Regions from separate parts of the Ovis aries genome. Here all the other regions are linked to region 1. Evidence: chromatin contacts called from public Hi-C data. All regions are on one chromosome and are shown on one strand. The core of a region is the stretch at or near the end of the contact, and the rest is flanking DNA. Distances in the headings are between cores, read along the strand shown. Region 1 holds the start of NFKB2 (nuclear factor kappa B subunit 2). Region 2 holds the start of ELOVL3 (ELOVL fatty acid elongase 3). Region 3 overlaps SUFU (SUFU negative regulator of hedgehog signaling).

Region 1 (3,210 bases), core at 298-2,797:
GTCAAAACTTCAGATACCATCCATTACACTGACTTAATGTACAATTACCCCTCATCAACTCTAGGTTCCTATATCAACACCCCTTCCCAACATCCCACACCCAATTCCTAAGCAAGTTTTATTGCCCCTGACTTTCAAATCTACCTAGACTATGACCATTTCTCCCACTCTTACCTACTCCTACCCAAGTCTAAAGTCTCACAATGGGGTGGGAAGACCTGCTTTGCTTTATACAAATTTAGGGTGAAGAGCTTTGTGCTAGAGTTAAGAGACTGGGTTTGATTCTCACTCTGTCCCTTGTCAAGCCATGTATTTGGTTGTGTTACTTCTCCTCTCTGAGTCTTAACTTTATCAGTTTGGGCTTCCCTGGTGTCTCAGGGGTAAAGAATCCATCTGCCAATGCAGGAAATGCAAGAGACTCAGTTTCAATCTCTGGGTTGAGAAGATCCTCTGGAGAAAGAAATGGCGATCCACTCTAGTATTCTTGCCTGGAAAATTTCATGGGCAGAGGTAGTCCTGGCAGGCTACAGTCCATGGGGTTGCAGAGTCCGAGATGACTGAGCAACTGAGTACACATACATCTTCCCATAGTATCTGGCACATTCAATCTGCAGGCAAGATGAAGAGGGAAGTGACAGGAAATTACCCAAATCAAGGGCCACAATAGTCTCCCTTTATGCAGAGCTACTGCAGGCCTGTAATTCCATAATTAAGGTCAGGGGCAAGCTGCAGGCAAGATTTGAAACAACAGCCTATGTTCTACCATGGTGAGCCTAAGGGAGGACACCTCCAAAAATGGAGATTATTCATGGCACCTCCCGAAAAGAAATTCTATCAACCAGAAATGTCCAGCCCCAGAGGTCAATACTTTGTGAAAATCTGTACTGACCTTGCTGCTGCTAGAAGTATCTAAGCAGGCAGGGACTTCCCTGTGGTCCAGTGACTAAGACTTCACACTCCCAATGCAGGGGGCCCAGATTCCATCCCTGGTCAGGGAACTAGACACAATGAAGACAGAAGATCTCAACAAAGATCTCAGCTAAGACCCAGTGCAGCCAAATATATATATATTTAAAGTAAGCAGACATTGAAAACTATATAAAAAGGTAATTTCTTACATCAAAGGCATTTGAACTAATAATTTTGGATGACTTTTCAACTCTAATATTCCAAACTTCCGTGATCGATGAGCAAGGCCTGAGTCTCCCAGATAAATACCTCCTTTCCCTTATCCTCGGAAGACCTCCTGAGCTCAGGTCTGAAAGTCTGGCCAGCTGTTAACCTGTCATTTACAAAACAAGTTTCAGGTCCAGACACTTTCTTCCCGGGAAGACAGAGGATTATGGAGTCTCCTTGAGGCTCCAGAGGGGCCACCAGATGGCACTCTAGAACCTACTGCAAGATTAACTTCCTTCCTCTTCCTCTAAGTCTTCCCGGCAGCCGGGCCCCGCTCCGGGCGGGACCAGAGGGGCTGAGGCATATCAGCTTCCCCCTGGGGTTCCCCGACTTCAGAGGTGGCCGAGCATTAGGCGCAGCATAAAACCGAGTAGCAGCAGGGGCTGCCAGCCGGCTTGGACAGGCCTGGGTGTGAGGAGACCGGAGCCAGGTGCCTCGGCTGGGGAATGGCGCTCGGTCAGCGGATCCCGCAGCGGGGTGGTCCCCAGGTTAGAGCTAGTGCCTGTCTGAGGGTCATTCTCACTCTGGCTTCCAGAGCTACACAAATATTTCTCCTCCAAGGGGCGCCCCTGAGTCACTCCCGATTGGCTGTGTAAGTCCAGGAGTTAAACTTTCAGCCAATGAAAAAGGGCATGGCGAGTGACGCACGGAAACGTCACGGGAATTCCCCCCTCCCGGGGGCGGAAAAGGGGCTTTCCCGGCTGGAGTCCTGGTGGTGGGAGAGGTGTCGCGACCCGTCCGAGGTGGGTCCGGCCGGGAGAGAATCCTGAACCGGAGCCACCGCCGCGGTGAGTGGCCGGGTTCAGACCCCTGGGTGGTGGGACACCGGCAAGGGCGGGAGGAGGGTCCTTAGCTGACCGAGCCTTAGAGCTGAAGAGCGGCATCTGCGCATTCAGAGAGCGCGCATACGAACAGGACATGCGGATACACATCGATATCCTGTACAAAGATATGGGCCGTACGTCCATCTACACGTATGCCGCAGGTGCACAGGATCGCCCATGCATTCAGACTCGCACATACATGCATACGCAAAACACACTCACCCGTGCACAGGTGCCTGGACACACACCCTCCACGCAGAAACTCAACGACAGGTTCCCCTGTGCCCTCAGATACACGCTGACATGTGTCCACACTAATAAGCTTAAGGACTCTCACCTGTACACGCATGTCCACGCCATGCACACAATGCGCAAGCACATGGGCTGAAACATATTAGACACCTGTACAAGTGTTACATACGGCCATGGGACAGGGGCGGGGGCGGGGCACCCAAAGCAGGTGCGGTGTGGGAATCAACGACTGTTGAGATTTTCGGGAAGAGGGAATGGAGGTGCCCATCCCAACACCCCCTCCGGCCCCTTGGCCTCAGAGACTGCTTCTCGGGACAGAACCCCGGGGCCCTCTACTCGGAAGAGCCCCCACCTACAGGCCTTCGGGGTGGAGGCCTTCCTACAGCAGGAATGTCCCCCCAAAACCCCCCGGGGTGAATCAGCCGTGGCCTCCCTGAGGGTAGAAAATCCCAAGGTTGCTCCAGGAGGGGGAAGGCGGGGGGGCCGGTCCCCGGACTAGGAGCTTCCTCCGGCCTTGAAAGACCCCCAGTCCCCGGCGCCGGCCTGGAGAGAGGAGGGGGGTGCCCCCCCAACCCCGCGGGGCCTTCCCTGGGTTTGATTGCCCCTCTGCTTGCAGAGACGCTGCAGGCGCTCTCCGGCCAGCGAAGAGACGACCTCGCGCCCCTCCCGCCCGGGGGCGTGGTCAGTGGCGTCATTTCCAGGCCCGCCCCCTGGCCCCGCCTCCCCCTGGTATTTTCGGGACTTTCCTAAGCTGTTCTAACTTTCCTGCCCCTTCCCCGGCCTGGCCCAGCCCAACTCCGGATCTCGCCCTCCACCGGATCCTGCCCGCCACACCCGGACGGGTAGCTGGAGGAGATCGGACCCTCCCCTAAATTTGGGCCCCTCTCTCCCCCCAACTCCCGTCCTGATCTATCTCTCCCTACACCCGCCACTCCTCCCCACCTAAGGCGGGCGCCTG
Region 2 (2,947 bases), core at 412-2,911, 150 kb before region 1:
GTGAAGCAATCCATAACCACAAAAGGTTTTAAGCAGGAAAGTAACATGATCCAATTTAGGTTTTAGAACCTTCTTTTGGATGAGAGGATGGAAGGAAGTGGTTTTCAAAGTATGGTTTGAGGCCACACTGGGTCAGAGGGGTCTTCCAGATGGCGCTAATGGTAGATAACTCACCTGCTAATGCAGGAGATCTAAGAGATTTGGGTTTGATCCCTGGGTTGTGAAGATCCCCTGGAGGAGGGCATGGCAACCTACTCCAGTATTCTTGCCTGGAGAATCCCATGGACAGAGGAGCCTGGCGGGCTACAGTCCATGGGGTTGGACAGAGTCAGACACGACTGAAGTGACTTAGCATACATGCATGCACTGGGTCAGTGGCTCTGGGGTTGGTGATATGCCAGGTTTGGGTACTGTTTTTTTCCCCTAATGCAATAGAAAGTGCTATATTAGAGAAGGAAGTGTCAACTAATTATGAAGAGGTGCTGGCTGTAGTAATCAGGTGAAAGATGACACAAAACAGAGACAAAGGGATGTACTTGGGAGTCATTGAGCTAGTATGGCAGGACTTCCCACTCACCCTTAGCTCAGACAGTAGCTGAGAAGTGAAACTGGAATTCCTACCTACGTCCTCTGGTTACAGAGCCTGTGGTCTTATTGCACATAACCATTTATAGCCGCTTCATGATTTTAAATATTTTGTATTTATTTCTCTTAGCATTTGTTTTGCATATCTCCATCGTGTCTCAAACTGCCTTCAAGCCTTGTATTTGCCCCTCATTTTCATAAAGTCTAGGACAGAAATAAGAGACAGATGAGTAAGATCTTAAAATTTTTTTAATGTTTATTTATTTGGGGCTGGGTACACAGGCAAGGAAAAAGTAGATTTGATTAGATAAACATAGACTAGGGAAGAACCACAGGATACTGGGAGATGAGCATCACCTCCTCTTCTATAAACCCCTGGCAGTCTCCAGGAAGCCTGAAGACAATAATCCCAGAAGCCCAGAGGGTGACCCCACTTCCTTCCCAGGGTTATTACTGAGTATCAGGCTGGAGCCGGCAGGAATTCAGGAAGCTGTAAAGAAACAACAGCCTCAACAACCCACTCTCCAAACATCAACACCAACTACCTCGACAATAAAACTCGTTACAATTCATCTCCCTCCCACTTACAACTGCAGACCAGAAGGAAGCCTTCCAGAAGGAAGGGCTCTTTGCTGCCCTTTCCCCTCATCCCCAGCCTGGTTTTCTTCCCAGGGTCTGGGGAGGCGGGAAACTGACACCCTATCTCCGAATGGGGGCACCAGAGAAACGGGGGACACCTTCATTCTCTCCTCATTGCCAGATAGGTCAGAACTGAAACCAACTGAGGCAAAGGTTATTGTTGGCAGTGCCAGGAGAAGCCTGTCACACCCCAGTAACTCCAAAGCCACAGTGGCTAAACTAAGCACATCAGAGTTGAGGTGTGCGAGAAGATGGGAAGGTGGCGAAGGTCTAAGGTAGTGGGAGGCTTCTGGGGTGCTGTCCTTAAGAATGACCAATCAGAGAGCGGCTTGCAGCCCAGGGGCGGGACTGGGGGGTATCTTTGTTGCGATTGGATGAAGGCTGGGAGCAGGGAGGGGGCCGCGGCGCCTAGGACAGCTGCTTTGCAATTTCGCGTTATATACTGCGGTGGCCGCGGCTGTGGAAGCCGGCTGGACTGCAGCGCACGTGCCTGCATCTGAGGCTCTGGCTTGTTGCGGAGTTCCTTGGGTTCTGGATCTAGTCAGTCCTGCCCCCAAGGTTCTCTCCATCCTCCGTCCCCTAGCTTTCGTCCAGCTCCCGGCCTCAGCGACTGCAAAACGAAATGGTCACAACAGTGAATACCTCAGATGAAATAGAGCAGATGTTCCAGCCCTACAACTTCGAGCTATTCCGGGACATGAGGCCCTTTTTGGAGGAGTACTGGTGAGACTCGTAGAAGGGGAAGGGCCATGTTAGGGGCCCAACTCTGATGACCGCTATTTGGGGGGATTGGTGGAATGGGGGAGGGCGAGACAGAATGCCCACAGAGATTTTGCTAAGGAGTAAATGTATCGGATTCCCCAGTACTGGCTTCACGTCCCTGTTGTCCAAGGTACAGGTAGTGTGGCACCTCAAAGAGGTTAGATCTGGAAGAAAGAAAGGCAGAAATAAGAAGATGGGATGAAGAATTTGGGAGGAGAAAGAAACCAAGCGGGGAAAAGTGTAGTGAGAACTGGTCTCTGAAGAATGGGGTTGATCTGAACTCCTACTCCCACCCACCTTATAGACGACTCTCCATCCTTTGTGGCTGCATGTGTGCGCATGCGTGCATGTGCTGATGCCTGAGGACTGCTCTTCACAGTTATCATCTTATTCCTCAAATGTTCCATCATCCCTGCTTGTGGAGAAGGAGGCAAAATCTGGATACTCTTCCAAAATTTCCTCAGACTTTGCCCTAGAGCCCCTCAGAGCTCCAGCCAATTTGCTATGACCAAACAGGCAAAAGCTATTGCCACATTCTTTGTACATCACAGCCTTGGATTGCTTCTAGAAATGGACCAGCAGCTGTCACCCACTCCCAACCCCAGGAACCTTGGTTATAGCTGCTGCCCTGTGTAAAGTACTTTACATATATTAACACTGTCAGGAGAGGAGTGTTATTCCCCTCTTACAAATAAGGAAACTGACCCTCAGAGAAGGAAGTAGGTTTCCCAGTGTCACACAGCTAGTAAGTGGCAGAAGTAGGATTCCAATCCAGAGCACTGACCTGGAGGTATGAGTGGGCATTCCTCTAACCAGCTCCCACCCATAAGCCCATCCGCTCTGCCTTCTGCCTGCCAGGGCAACCTCATTCGCCATAGTTCTGATCTACCTGTTGCTTATCTTCGTGGGGCAAAACTACATGAAGTCACAGAAGGGCTTCAACCTGCAGAGACCTCTCATC
Region 3 (3,153 bases), core at 240-2,739, 160 kb after region 1:
CTGGGTTTCCTGCCTTTGCTCTTCATGTCTGGAACACAGGTAACCATCCTCAAGCATGGGTACTTCTGGCATCCGCCACGAGAAACCCTGTCTTTGAGGCTCCAGGAGACAACATTAACCCGTTCTCCTCAGACCAAGCTTATGGATTCTGGCCACTGAGATGGGGGGTGGGGGAGATGGGGAGCTCATCCTATACTTCCACACAGAACGGAGACAGTCACTCTTCAGAGTTGGGATGACTTAAGAACTCTTGAAGAACACATTTGTTTCTCAGTGTTTTAAAGGCAGCACTCATTATTTTGCAAACAATAGCTGTTTTCTTCTGCAATCCATTTCCCTAGATTTTGCTAACTTCTATCTAGCACAGTCCAACTTCAAACCACCATGACTAAAGCTGGATGTTCGCGAGGTGGGGTAGGGTGACAGCCAATTCAAGGGGTCAGTTAGAAGCTGCACAGCCATACGCGCCCTCCTGCGCCAACCTTTTAAGAGTTCTTGCCAGGGAGTTGTTTGTTACTGGAGAAAGAGACATCCAGTGATGAAAGCTTTCTTTAAACTGAGCAAGGGGCAGAACTGAAGCGAGTATTTTTTGGATCCTATGCCACCCTGGAGTGGTGTGAATTTTCCAAACAGGCTGCAGCAGCGGGATGGTACTACAACACGGTACTGGGAGGCAGAGTGGAGAGAAAGAGGGAGGGAATGTGAAGTGGCCTCCAGGCCTCACCTGGAATTGCCCACCTTCACTCCTCCTGGCAGCCCCTCTGCTGTGCAGTTTGGGTGGGGTTCCTGGGGATGTCTGGGTAAGGACACTTGAGGGGACCAAAGAGAGGAAGGGAGAGGGAGCGAACTCCTCTAACCACTGTGCTGAACAGCTGGGCCTCCAACCGAGGCAATATTAGCATTTGAAAACCCCTCTTCCGGGGCTGAGGCCTTCCCAGGGTGGGCGCTGGGCCTGAGAGCAGAGGCCGTGGTGGCTCCACACAAAATGGGGCTGAGCATCCGGGGCATGAAGACCAGGCCGGACTCAAGAATGAGCCCATTGTGGCTTTGTCCCAGGCTTGAAAACTGTGACCAAGGCTCTTTCATTGTTAAGAAAGACTGTTTCTTAGCCACAGCAGAGCTCAAAAGTCTGGTTCCCCCAGCAGGCAGGTCTGGGAGGTTGTTAAATACGTGCTCTCTAAACCTTTCTGTGGGTAGTTAAGACCGTCTCACTCCGGATCACACAGGCTGGTGTGTTGGTTCTGGAACTGCAACCTGGGTCTGTCTCCCAGCTGACTAAAGTCAACCCCTTCCCAAACTGTCTGTACAGAGTTGCTTTTCATCATTTGTATTTCATTTAAACAGTGTAGCTTTGTACAGCATGTAGTTTTAAATTGATGTTAATTCTGGTTAATAAAGGTCATAACTCCAAACCTCTATAGCCTCTTCCCTGTTTCCAGCCAAAGTCTGCTTAGAGGTGGGGCGCTGGAGGGAGCTGGCCACACTCTTCCTTAATCCAGGAGCAATGGTGCCACCTACTGGCAGTTGCTATTAGCTACAGGTTCTGTGGCCTGTCCTGTTTTCTGGTAAAGGGACTTAGACCTAGATGGAAGTAGCAGTGTTCCAGTACAGGAGTGATAACATGCTCCAGTGCAACACGCACTGAGTAGGCACACTATTTCCTACTTACAGATGTGGAAGGGCTTAGAGACTGTGATTGGACAAGTTGCCCAGGGTCACAGGGGCAAATAGGCTTCCCTGGTGGCACTTAGTGGTAAAGAACATGCCCACCAGTGCAGGTTAGATGTAAGAGACACAGGTTTGATCCCTGGGTAGGGAAGACTCCCCTGGAGAAGGGAATAGCTACCCACTCCTCTTGCTTGGAGAGCCATGGACAGTGGAGCCTGGTGGGCTACAGTCCACAGGGTCACACAGAATTGGACACGACTAAAGTGACTTAGCACGAGCAAGCACGCAGCAGAGGCAAATAGGACAAAGCCTTCCCACCTGCAAAATTAGCCAGTTGGCCAGGGTTGCCAAAGCCAGCAAGAGATTTTAGACGATAACTGGACAAAACACTCAATACTGTGACTGGTGAGGACTGTCTTCCCTCTTCAGTTCTGATTCAATCCTGCTGAGTTTGTCAGTTTGATATGACTCTTTAAACCTTTAACAGTCTTTGATCCTTGTTTATTTCAGTTTTTAACAATGTTAGATAGGCAGCAGTATCAGTTATAAATTATTAACTTTTTTCGTTAAATTATTTTGAAGTTATCAAAATTATCTTCCACTTTATGACGAGCAAGATTGGTTTTCTGTTTTCCTTATGTAGTATAGTGATATGACATTTCCTTTTAAAGTAAGTTTGTTGGTTTAAAAAAGTGAGTCAATTTTAGGAGGGAAATACAGGTAGGCAATGGGATGGGTGTACACAGATATGTTGAAAATCCTGATGGATGTTACGGGTGACTCAGAAGTGTGGGCAGTGTTGCGCTGTGCCCATCCTCACTGGCTTGCTCCACAACCTTGGGCAATCTTGAGGATCCTTTCCTTGTTTGTAGAAAATGAAAATGGGGTGGGTGATCGTATAGGTGGACCATAGAATGCTGTGAAGTCTGGGCACCACGACTCAGGTTTCTCCCAGGTCAGGCCACTTTACCTGTGAAAGTAGCGACCGTCAGGGGCCTTGTTTATTCCACTTTTCTTCTCCCTCGAGATTCTTCCCTTTTACCGGCTGTATTTTCTTTCTTCTTCTTAAAAACCACCTTTACAGAAATATAATTCACATATTCTGTAGTTCACAGCTGTGAGACCATTACCCCAAAAAGCAGCCCCAGACCAGTCACTTCCCATTCCCCCTTACCCAACCCAGCCCTAGGAAACCACTAATCTGTCTATCTCCATAGATTTGCCTACTCGGGACATTCTGTATAAATGGAATCACACATGGCCTTTCATGACTGGCTTCTCACTTAGCATCATGTTTTTGCTATGTTGTTCATGTTGTGGCATGTATCAATACTTCAGTATTTTGTATTGCCAAATAATATTCCATTGTGTGGATATACCACATTTTATTTATTCATTCATTAGTTGATGGACACTTGGGTTGTTTCCACCTTTGAGCTATTATGAATAATGCTGCTGTGAACATTCAAGTACAAGTCCTTGTGT

The links. Hi-C and Micro-C count contacts between places; a contact is called where the count stands out from the background.
Region 2: a Hi-C map of blood shows a contact between it and region 1, with 2.5 times the contacts expected there. The contact joins the promoter of ELOVL3 here to the promoter of NFKB2 in region 1. A contact is called at or near these places in 4 of 16 Hi-C or Micro-C datasets (blood and liver).
Region 3: a Hi-C map of hypothalamus shows a contact between it and region 1, with 4 times the contacts expected there. The contact joins the enhancer-like site here to the promoter of NFKB2 in region 1. A contact is called at or near these places in 10 of 16 Hi-C or Micro-C datasets (blood, hypothalamus, liver and 4 more).

What each region holds. Positions count from the first base shown.
Region 1 is chr22:22,788,446-22,791,655 of ARS-UI_Ramb_v3.0, forward strand. NFKB2 (nuclear factor kappa B subunit 2) reads left to right here and starts at 1,548. Exons shown (of 23, transcript XM_042238744.1): 1 at 1,548-1,664; 2 at 3,200-3,210. It overlaps LOC121817625 (a long non-coding RNA gene), which reads right to left and starts at 2,916. Exons shown (of 5, transcript XR_006057642.2): 1 at 1,119-2,916; 2 at 890-998; 3 at 1-608.
Region 2 is chr22:22,638,993-22,641,939 of ARS-UI_Ramb_v3.0, forward strand. ELOVL3 (ELOVL fatty acid elongase 3) reads left to right here and starts at 1,662. Exons shown (of 4, transcript XM_012102841.5): 1 at 1,662-1,947; 2 at 2,845-2,947. The coding sequence starts at 1,847.
Region 3 is chr22:22,944,817-22,947,969 of ARS-UI_Ramb_v3.0, forward strand. The region is part of intron 3 of SUFU (SUFU negative regulator of hedgehog signaling); the gene reads left to right. Among named protein-coding and RNA genes, the nearest start is that of TRIM8, 54 kb to the right of the region's middle. Within about 2 kb of position 1,490, at least 11 of the 54 cell types and tissues checked have an H3K27ac peak or open chromatin away from gene starts, as enhancers often do. A contact at or near this core is called in hypothalamus, where this site is marked.